2 separate regions of the Pan troglodytes genome follow, and region 1 is linked to region 2. The links are chromatin contacts, called in public Hi-C maps. All regions are on one chromosome and are shown on one strand. Each heading gives the region's core, a stretch centred on a gene start, on an enhancer-like site or on the middle of the called end of the contact. The rest is flanking DNA. Distances are from core to core; before and after follow the strand shown.

What was found. Hi-C and Micro-C count contacts between places; a contact is called where the count stands out from the background.
Region 1: a Hi-C map of a lymphoblastoid cell line shows a contact between it and region 2, with 2.9 times the contacts expected there. The contact joins the enhancer-like site here to the promoter of CABLES1 in region 2. A contact is called at or near these places in 1 of 7 Hi-C or Micro-C datasets (a lymphoblastoid cell line) and 1 of 1 datasets of contacts at active chromatin or transcription factors (stem cell-derived excitatory neurons).

What each region holds. Positions count from the first base shown.
Region 1 is chr17:33,203,334-33,207,826 of NHGRI_mPanTro3-v2.0_pri, forward strand. All of the region lies in intron 11 of TMEM241 (transmembrane protein 241), which reads right to left. Among named protein-coding and RNA genes, the nearest start is that of TMEM241, 79 kb to the right of the region's middle. Within about 2 kb of position 2,293, at least 9 of the 24 cell types and tissues checked have an H3K27ac peak or open chromatin away from gene starts, as enhancers often do. A contact at or near this core is called in a lymphoblastoid cell line, where this site is marked.
Region 2 is chr17:32,980,070-32,984,028 of NHGRI_mPanTro3-v2.0_pri, forward strand. It overlaps CABLES1 (Cdk5 and Abl enzyme substrate 1), which reads left to right and starts at 2,670. Exons shown (of 10, transcript XM_016933439.3): 1 at 2,670-3,511. The coding sequence starts at 2,670.

The sequences.
Region 1 (4,493 bases), core at 1,043-3,542, 220 kb after region 2:
AAACAGTGACCCATGAGGCCTCACATGACCCTCTGCCCCATTGCCTCAGGAAATGCAAGGAAGGCGTCTTTAGCAGTCCTGTGCTTTCAGTCCCCTGGCATTGAATTCACTCCAGCATTCCCAGGGATTCTGTTACTGACATTGTCTTATCATGGTAATAACAGTATGATAATAATAATGCCCATTTAGTGAGAGCATGCCTTGTGCAGGGCCCAATACTAAAATCTTTATGTATTTATCTCTTTCAATCTTAGTAACAACTCTGTGAGGTTCTATTGTGCCCATTTAAACTAAGGCTCAGAGAAGTTAAGAAACATGGCTAAGATTGCACAACTCTTAAACTATGGAGCCAGAATGTTAACTCCAGTCAATCCAAACCTTCGGCTGTCTCCTCTCTACCAGGCAGCCAACCCTGCACAAGGGAGCATGCAGGATAAAAGAATATTTTTCAAGACTCTTTTCTTCTTTTCTGCCTTATATCTAAAAAAAGGTCATGAATGTACTGCCCTGACATTTTTTTTTTCATTTTTATGTTTAATGACTGCAAGAACAGCACGGGGGCCAGACCAACTGTGCAAATTCATTTTAGTTTGAGGTCCAAAGGGTACATTTATTTCTTGTGAAGTAAGTTCATTCTTTTAGTTCCACTTGGTGCAAGAGGAAATAATCACACATATTGGCTGCTTCCCTCTCTGGAATTTGAACTTGGTCACAAACAAGAAGTCAGGAGATTAAAAAAGCAGAAAGCCTTCCAAAAATGTCCGGAGAAAAGGAATTAAGCATTTCCACAGCAGATAGCTTGAGTCTTCCAAATCTGGAATTTCTGAACCCCTTGGAGAGCCTGGTCTTCCAGACCCCTGGGCCTTGGCCTGTCTCTCAGTTCTGGGGGCCTGGGGGGAGAGGGCTGATTTTCCTAAGTATTGCTAGTATATTAAGTGTACAGTGGAACACACAGGCAGCATTTCTTTCACCACTACGCTATTAATCAAGGGTTTCAGATCAAAAGACACGATGGGTTCCTATGCTTTCTTGGAGACCCAAACGATCTCAAATGATTCAACTATTTATTGGTAAGGAAAGTTCTGAGTTCAATTTCTTTGGAGGGTTTTTTAAAATTATGACTGTTATTTTCTTTGTGTTGTTTCTGCGAGTGAGTGTGTGTTTAACTACAAGGAAGGGATTTCTTGGGATCTGGTTTTCACGAAGCCCAACAAGATTTCTTGTTCTCTTTCAGCCACGATTCCTCTGAATAGCTCTACTGTCAAACTGTGTTGGTAGAGGGAATTTGTAAATGACAACATCAGTTGTCATTTAGTGTGCGAAGAGCGTGGATATATTCTGAAGTCCCTTTCCCCACAGAAGTGATAGGCAAGGGTGCCTTAGGGACCCCAGACCTAGAGAGTGGCCAGAGCCCTCCATTCAGGCAAAGTGGAGGGAGAGTCTGTCCACGTCCATGGAGAATTCTTTCCGTCTCTTTGGCAGCTGTGTGCTCTTGGCCCTTTCCCAATTTCCTTCTCAGTGTGAGAGGAACTGCAGCGCAGCCAATGTGATAATGAGGAACGGCGGAGAGGGAGACGAATGAAACCTAGGACCTTGAGTCCTCTCAGGCTTCACCCCTCTCAGCACCCAGTCTTTCATCAGAAATGCTCCAGCAGGGTGAACAGGACTCATGGCGCGTGGCAGCTTTTACAGCCCAGCCCAGGCTTTGGAGGGGGTCTAAAGAGCAGAAGTGTGGTCAGAGGAAGACTAGGAGGGAGGAAAAGAAAGAAAGAAAAGAAAAACACAGTCCTCGGGAAATCATAACCCCCACCCAAATCCTGAAAACTGACCCCATAATGAGAGAGAGAAAATAAGAATAGCTAGCCCTTACCTTTGAGCCATTTCTAAAACCATCACACATTGGTTTCTCACATACCACTTAGCTGACTTCACACCTGTCCCTCCTCCTAGAATTAGCAAGTCCTTGAGAGTGGGGATGCTATTTTCCTCACCCCTGCACCCACTGTGTGTCAGCACCATAACCAATATACCCAGCACACAGCAAGCACTACCAAACCAAGAGTATTGGAAAGACCTGATCATCTCTTGCCTTCCCTAGAGCTAATGTTCTAGTTTCCAGCTGGCTCTGTGGTCCTCAATTTCAAGCTGACCTCAAATATTCCCCTTCGATGCCTTCCACCTGCCTTCTCTTTTGCTAAAGTAGTACTCCTAAGCAGAGAGGGTGCACGGCAACCCAGGAACAGCAAATGTTAGTGACTGTGCTATAAATACCCCCGGAAGAGGTTGCAGCGTGTGGCTGGCTGGCCCCAGCCACATGCAAACTCGATCCAGGAGTCTGCTGCAAAACAACACTCCTGCACCATCTAGTGCTGAACTACACGGCTTAAGCACAAATCAAGTGGCTAAAGAGTTGTAAACAAGGCTGGGCGCGGTGGCTGACGCCTGTAATCCCAGCACTTTGGGAGGCTGAGGTGGGTGAATCACGAGGTCAGGAGTTCAAGACCAGCCTGGCTAAGATGGTGAAACCCCATCTCTACTAAAAATACAAAAGTTAGCTGGGCGTGGTGGCGGGTGCCTGTAATCCCAGCTACTCAGGAGGCTGAGGCAGAGAATTGCTTGAATCTGGGAGGCAGAGGTTGCAGTGAGCCGAGATTGTCCCACTGCACTCCAGCCTGGGCGACAGAGTGAGACTCCATCTCAAAAAAAAAAAAAAAAAAAAAAAAAAGAGTTGTAAACTTGTTTTGCTACAGCAACACGCGGCTTATGCAATGGAGTCCGAGTTAGGCCCTCACTGTTGTGTTCTGCAGTTACAATTCTGCTGACTCTGAGTGAGCGAGTGAATCCCATCTTTCTAAAGATTACAAAGCATGAAATTGCCATGGTGAAAAGTGTGACACAATATTACCACATTCAAGACTAACTGATATTTGAACGTGAAGAAAATTTCCTCTCATGTTCTCGCCCTCAAAACTGGCAGGAAAACAGGAGGTCGGTTCCAAGCAGTAATTAGTGCTGCTTGCTCTGTCTCACACATGAGCCACAGACACACCAGGTAACAAGGTTGTTTCTGGGTCAGATTCCTGAGTCTCCCTGCTCCTCTTGTTCCGTGAAATTCTCTAGAGCTCTGTTGAACACCACAGCTAAGGGGCCCCATACAAATAGGAAGTATAAACTCTTTAACAGGGGAAATTTCCTCTACTATACTTAAAAGAGTGCAAGGGGGAAAGGTGATCCTCTTCTCAAGGAAGGTTCTGAGATTCCCGGAGCAAACTCTGTGGTGGGGCCCATGCTGAGGGCATGAAGAACTGTCTGCCTGGGTCCCATCACCGCTGCCAGCGCACTCCAAAGGTGCACCTGCAAGAGAGCTCCTCCTTCCAATCACTCAGGAGTGAGTGAGGAGGGAAGCTCAGTCAAAAGCACTATCCAGAAGCCCTCACACACCCTCTAGAAGAGTTAAAATAGGACTGACAATGTTAAATGCTGGTAAGGATGTGGAGCAACTGGAACTCTCACATACTGCTGGGTGGGAATGGAAAATGGTACAAACACTTTGGAAAACATCCTTTCTTAGAAAGTGAAACATACATCTACTCTAAGACCCAGTAATCCTATTCTGAAATGTTCATCCAAGAGACGTGAAAACATAAGTCCACAAAAAGGCTGGTATGAGAATGTTCAGAGCAGCCTCAAGCTGGGAACAGCCCAGGTGAGCATCAACAGGTAAATGGAGAAACAAACGTGGTATATGCATACAATGGAACCCTACCAGCAAGAAAAAGGAACAAACTCATGATATACGCAACAACATGAATGAATCTCTAAACATTGTGCTGCATGAGCCAGACACAAAAAGTACTGATGATTCCATTTATAACAGCTTGAGAATAGACAGAACTTATCTATGGTAACAGACATCAGATCCATAGAGGTCTCATGGTGTGGAGAGGGAGTGACTAGGAAGCTTTCTGCAGTGACAGAAATGTTTTATATCTTGATAGGGTATAAGTTACGCAGGTGTGTAGATTTGCCAAAATTGATCGAGCTATACATTTAACATGTATATTTCATATATGTAAATTACATATCAATTTAAAAATGTTTTTAAAGTACTACCAAATAACTAAGATACAGGTAATAAAAGAAGGGGCCGGGTGCAGCAGCTCACGCCTGTAATCCTAGCACTTTGGGAGGCCAAGGCGGGTGGATCACTTGAGGTCAAGGGTTCAAGACCAGCCTGACCAACATGGTGGAACCCCGTCTCTACTAAAAATACAAAAATTAGCTGGGTGTGGTGGCGGGCATCTGTAATCCTAGCTACTTGGGAGGCTGACACAGGAGAATCACTTGAACCCAGGAGGCAGAGGTTGCAGTGAGCAGAGATTGTGCCACTGTACTACAGCCTGGGCAAGAGAGTTCGAGACTCTGTCTCAAAAAAAAAAAGAAAAATAGAAAAAAAGAAGGGGTAAGAAGAAACCAAAAAGAATTGAGCCCTG
Region 2 (3,959 bases), core at 1,420-3,919:
AAGTTCCAGAAAGGCCCGGGCAACATAGTGAGACTTCATCTCTACAAAAAATTTTTTCTTTTTCTTTTTTTTTTTTTTTGAGATGGAGTCTTGCTCTGTCACCCAGGCTGGAGTGCAGTGGCATGATCTCGGCTCACTGCAACCTCCGCCTCCTGGGTTCAAGCCATTCTCCTGCCCTCCTGCCTCAGCCTCCCCAGTAGCTGGGATTACAGGCACCATGCCCAGATAATTTTTGTATTTTTAGTAGACAGGGTTTCACCATGTTGGCCAGGCTGGTCTCGAACTCCTGACCTCGTGATCTGCCTGCCTCGGCCTCCTAAAGTGCTGGGATTACAGGCTTTAGCCACCGTGCCAGGCCAAATTTTTTAAAAAAAATTAGCCAGGTGTGGTGGGTGCCGGTAGTCCCAGCTATTCGGGAGGCTGAGGCAGAGAGAATCGCTTGAGCTCAGGAGTCTGCAGTGAGCTATGATCACACCAGTGCACTCCAGCCTGGGTGACAGGCTAAAAGAATATATATACATATCTCTGTATAAAATATATGAAAATACAAAACAGAAATCAAAATTTAAGTTTTACGTTACTTCCACAGAAGAGATTGTTAGTGATACCCCCCTTTTTTTTTGCTCCTCTTTGCTTATCTTATGTTCTGAAATTAACATTTATCATTTTTGAATGATGGAAAATATATTTTACAGGAGCACCGTTGGAGTCTTTCACTTAACACTGCCTCCCAACCAGGCCAGTGGTCATGTAAATTAAGTCAATTGTCATAAAAGGGCTTGGAAGTTTCAAGGTAGTTAGCCAAAATAATTAAAATCCTGGTGAAATTTCACAGAGCTGGCCATTGAGCTTTGACTCCACTGACGTGAGGCTGCTGTAAACAGACACCAGGCTCCATGTTTTCAAAAGGCCTAAAAACAGCACAAAATAAAATATAACAACAATTGTTCATGTAAAGGGCCACGTGCCATCTCTGTCCTGAGCAAATGTAACCTGAAACCCTCTGTCTGGCACTCCGGGTTGGCGGCACCTCTCTGGACGGTGTATTTGCTCTCCATTACTCAATTTACTTTCCTGAACTTGAAATGGAGTGGAATTTCAATGTAGAGTTACCCATTAGCTCCAGGGCTAAATTTAAACCTTTAATTAAATTAATCCGTTGATCTGAAACACATTGCTTCTCCCTCAAAAGTGCAGCAGGTTTCTTAGGTGTCACAGAGCTTAATTCAGTGTGGCAATTGTTCCTTACTGCATTTGTTAAGTTGCCCATACCGCCTAGGGAAACCCGCACACGTTTTCAGATCCCTCCAGGTGAACTCCTCCACCCTGTCCCCGCCCCCGCTCCCACCCCCAACCAAAACAAGCATTCGTTGTGGGTGGGGACTGCGACTCCTCCCAGATTCAGAGCTATTGCTCTGGGAGGGTCGTCAGGAACCCGTATTTACAGAAGACATGGTAGGTGCCAAACGTGCTTATGAGATAAACGACAGGGTAACTGTCCACATTGGTCCCAGTTTATGCGGGAGAAGAGATAATAATCTACAAAAATTTGCAAGGTGACCAGGGGAAAAGAGTGTAAGGTCATTTTAGCCCACCTCGGTCTTCACAGAAAATGGAGCACATTTCAGAGCCAAAGTAAAAAATTTGCGTTGTCCTTTGCTAAGAGAGAGATGAAAAGTGACAATACCATGGATTGGGGATGCGTGAGTTCGTTGGCCACATGGAAGATGTTCGTGCTTCTGGGCTCTTATGCATCCCAAGGCGTGCATTTATCCCGGGGGCTGCATCCTTGGCCTGGGAATGAGTAAGACCCAACTGCAATGGTTGTTAGCGATAGCTTTACGGTGGGACAGTCTCCATAGGGGCTGTGGACTTACCCGTGTTATTATGAAAAGGATCTATTTACTTCTTGAGGACCAACGGCCTTGCGGGGTCCAAGTAACTCGCTCGCAGTCCAAAACTCTGCAACGCTCCACATAACCGTCCTGTAGACCCACAACTCTCCCAGGAGCACAGCCCCAGGACCTAACCCACTGGGTTCTGCTCGCTCCCCCAATTCCCAGTGCGAGCGCGCGGGGGAAACGTGCTCGCCTCCCGCACCTGGCTTCCGCGCGCCCCGGGAGTTGCCAACTCTCCCAGCAGGCAGCTCCGACAACCCGGACAGTCGGGCCGATCCCCCGCCCCGCCACCCGCTCGGCTCTCGCGTCCTCCTCTTCCTCCTCCCGTGGCCCCTTGCCTCCCGCCGCCTGCCTCTGCGGCCGCCGCCTGCGGCTTTGTTTTCCTCCCAGGTCGCATTCCCCACACGTGATTCCGTGTTATTGCAAAGAGGGCTTTGGAGCGCGAGCGCGGGGCGCGCGCACCTATAAATACGGACACCCGGCCCCGGAGCCCGCGAGCCAGCGGCCAGGCGACCGGCGGGCGGCCAGCCAGCGAGCCGAACTAGCCGAGCTAGGCAGTGAGGCGTGCGCGTGGGCCGGGGCGGCGGCGCCCCCATCCCGAGCACCGAGGGGCGAGCATGGCCCGCCCGCGGGGGGGCTGGACCGCCGCGCACGCCGCCCGATCCCCGCGCCCTACCCAGCCCGGGTCGCCGCCGCTCGCGCCCGCCGCTTAGCGCTTGGGCGCCGCTCGCTTCTCCGGGCATCGCGGAAATCCCGCCGCAGACGGACACAATGGCGGCGGCGGCGGCCGCCACCACGGCCGCCTGCAGCAGCGGCAGCGCCGGCACCGACGCCGCGGGCGCCAGCGGATTGCAGCAGCCGCCGCCGCAGCCCCAGCCTCAGCCCGCGGCCGCCGCGCCGGCCCAGCCGCCGCCCGAACCCCCCCGGAAGCCGCGCATGGACCCGCGGCGCCGCCAGGCTGCCCTCTCCTTCCTCACCAACATCTCGCTGGACGGCCGGCTGCCGCCGCAGGACGCGGAGTGGGGCGGTGGCGAGGAGGGCGGCGCGGCCAAGCCGGGCGCCGGCGGCGCCTGCGGCGCGAGGACTCGGTTCAGCTTGCTCGCCGCTGCCGAGCGGGGCGGCTGCATCGCGCTCGCCGCGCCGGGCACGCCGGCTGCGGGGTTAGCCGCTGGGTCCGGCCCCTGCCTCCCACAGCTCTCGTCGCTGCCGCCCTTGATTCCTGGCGGCCATGCGACCGTGTCCGGCCCCGGGGTGGCGCGGGGGTTCGCGAGTCCCCTGGGCGCCGGCCGGGCGTCGGGGGAGCAGTGGCAGCCGCCCCGGCCGGCGCCTCTCGCCGCCTGTGCCCAACTGCAGCTGCTCGACGGGTCCGGGACCGCCGGGCAGGAGGAGTTGGAGGAGGACGATGCCTTTATCAGCGTGCAGGTGCCGGCGGCCGCCTTTTTGAGCTCCGGGACTCCCGGGAGTGGGAGCGGCAGTCGGGGACGCCTCAACTCGTTCACTCAGGGAATCCTGCCCATCGCCTTCTCCAGGCCGACTTCGCAGAACTACTGCTCCCTGGAGCAGCCAGGCCAGGGCGGCAGCACCAGCGCCTTCGAGCAGCTGCAGAGGTCCCGGTGAGTATCCGGGATGCGACGCGCACCCAACCCTGCGTCCCTCCCGGCGCCCGGCGCTCCCAGCCTCCCCGCGGTCTCTGGGCTACGGGACACGGGTTGCTCCCATTTTCCCGCGCCCTGCCGGATCCTGTGCTCCGGGCCCGAATCCCAAACCACGAGGGCACCCAAAAGAGGGGGCGTCCCCAGGGAGTGCGGGGTTACACGTGTTTGCACGAGCCCAGCATTCGCAGAGGAGCACCGTGCTTGTGCAGTGGGTCGGGAATTGGGAGTTGCAGGAGCCCAGTAGAAAGCGGCGTCCGAGCCTCCCCACACGAGATCACAAACTTCCTGAAACCCGGTCCAGACCCGGAGGCGCACTCTCCCCGCGTGGGGCGAGACTCGGCCGGGCGCAGAGTGGAGCAGTGCAGGCCGGCAGCTGAGCGGCGCGTGTGAGCCTGAACTTGTAGCA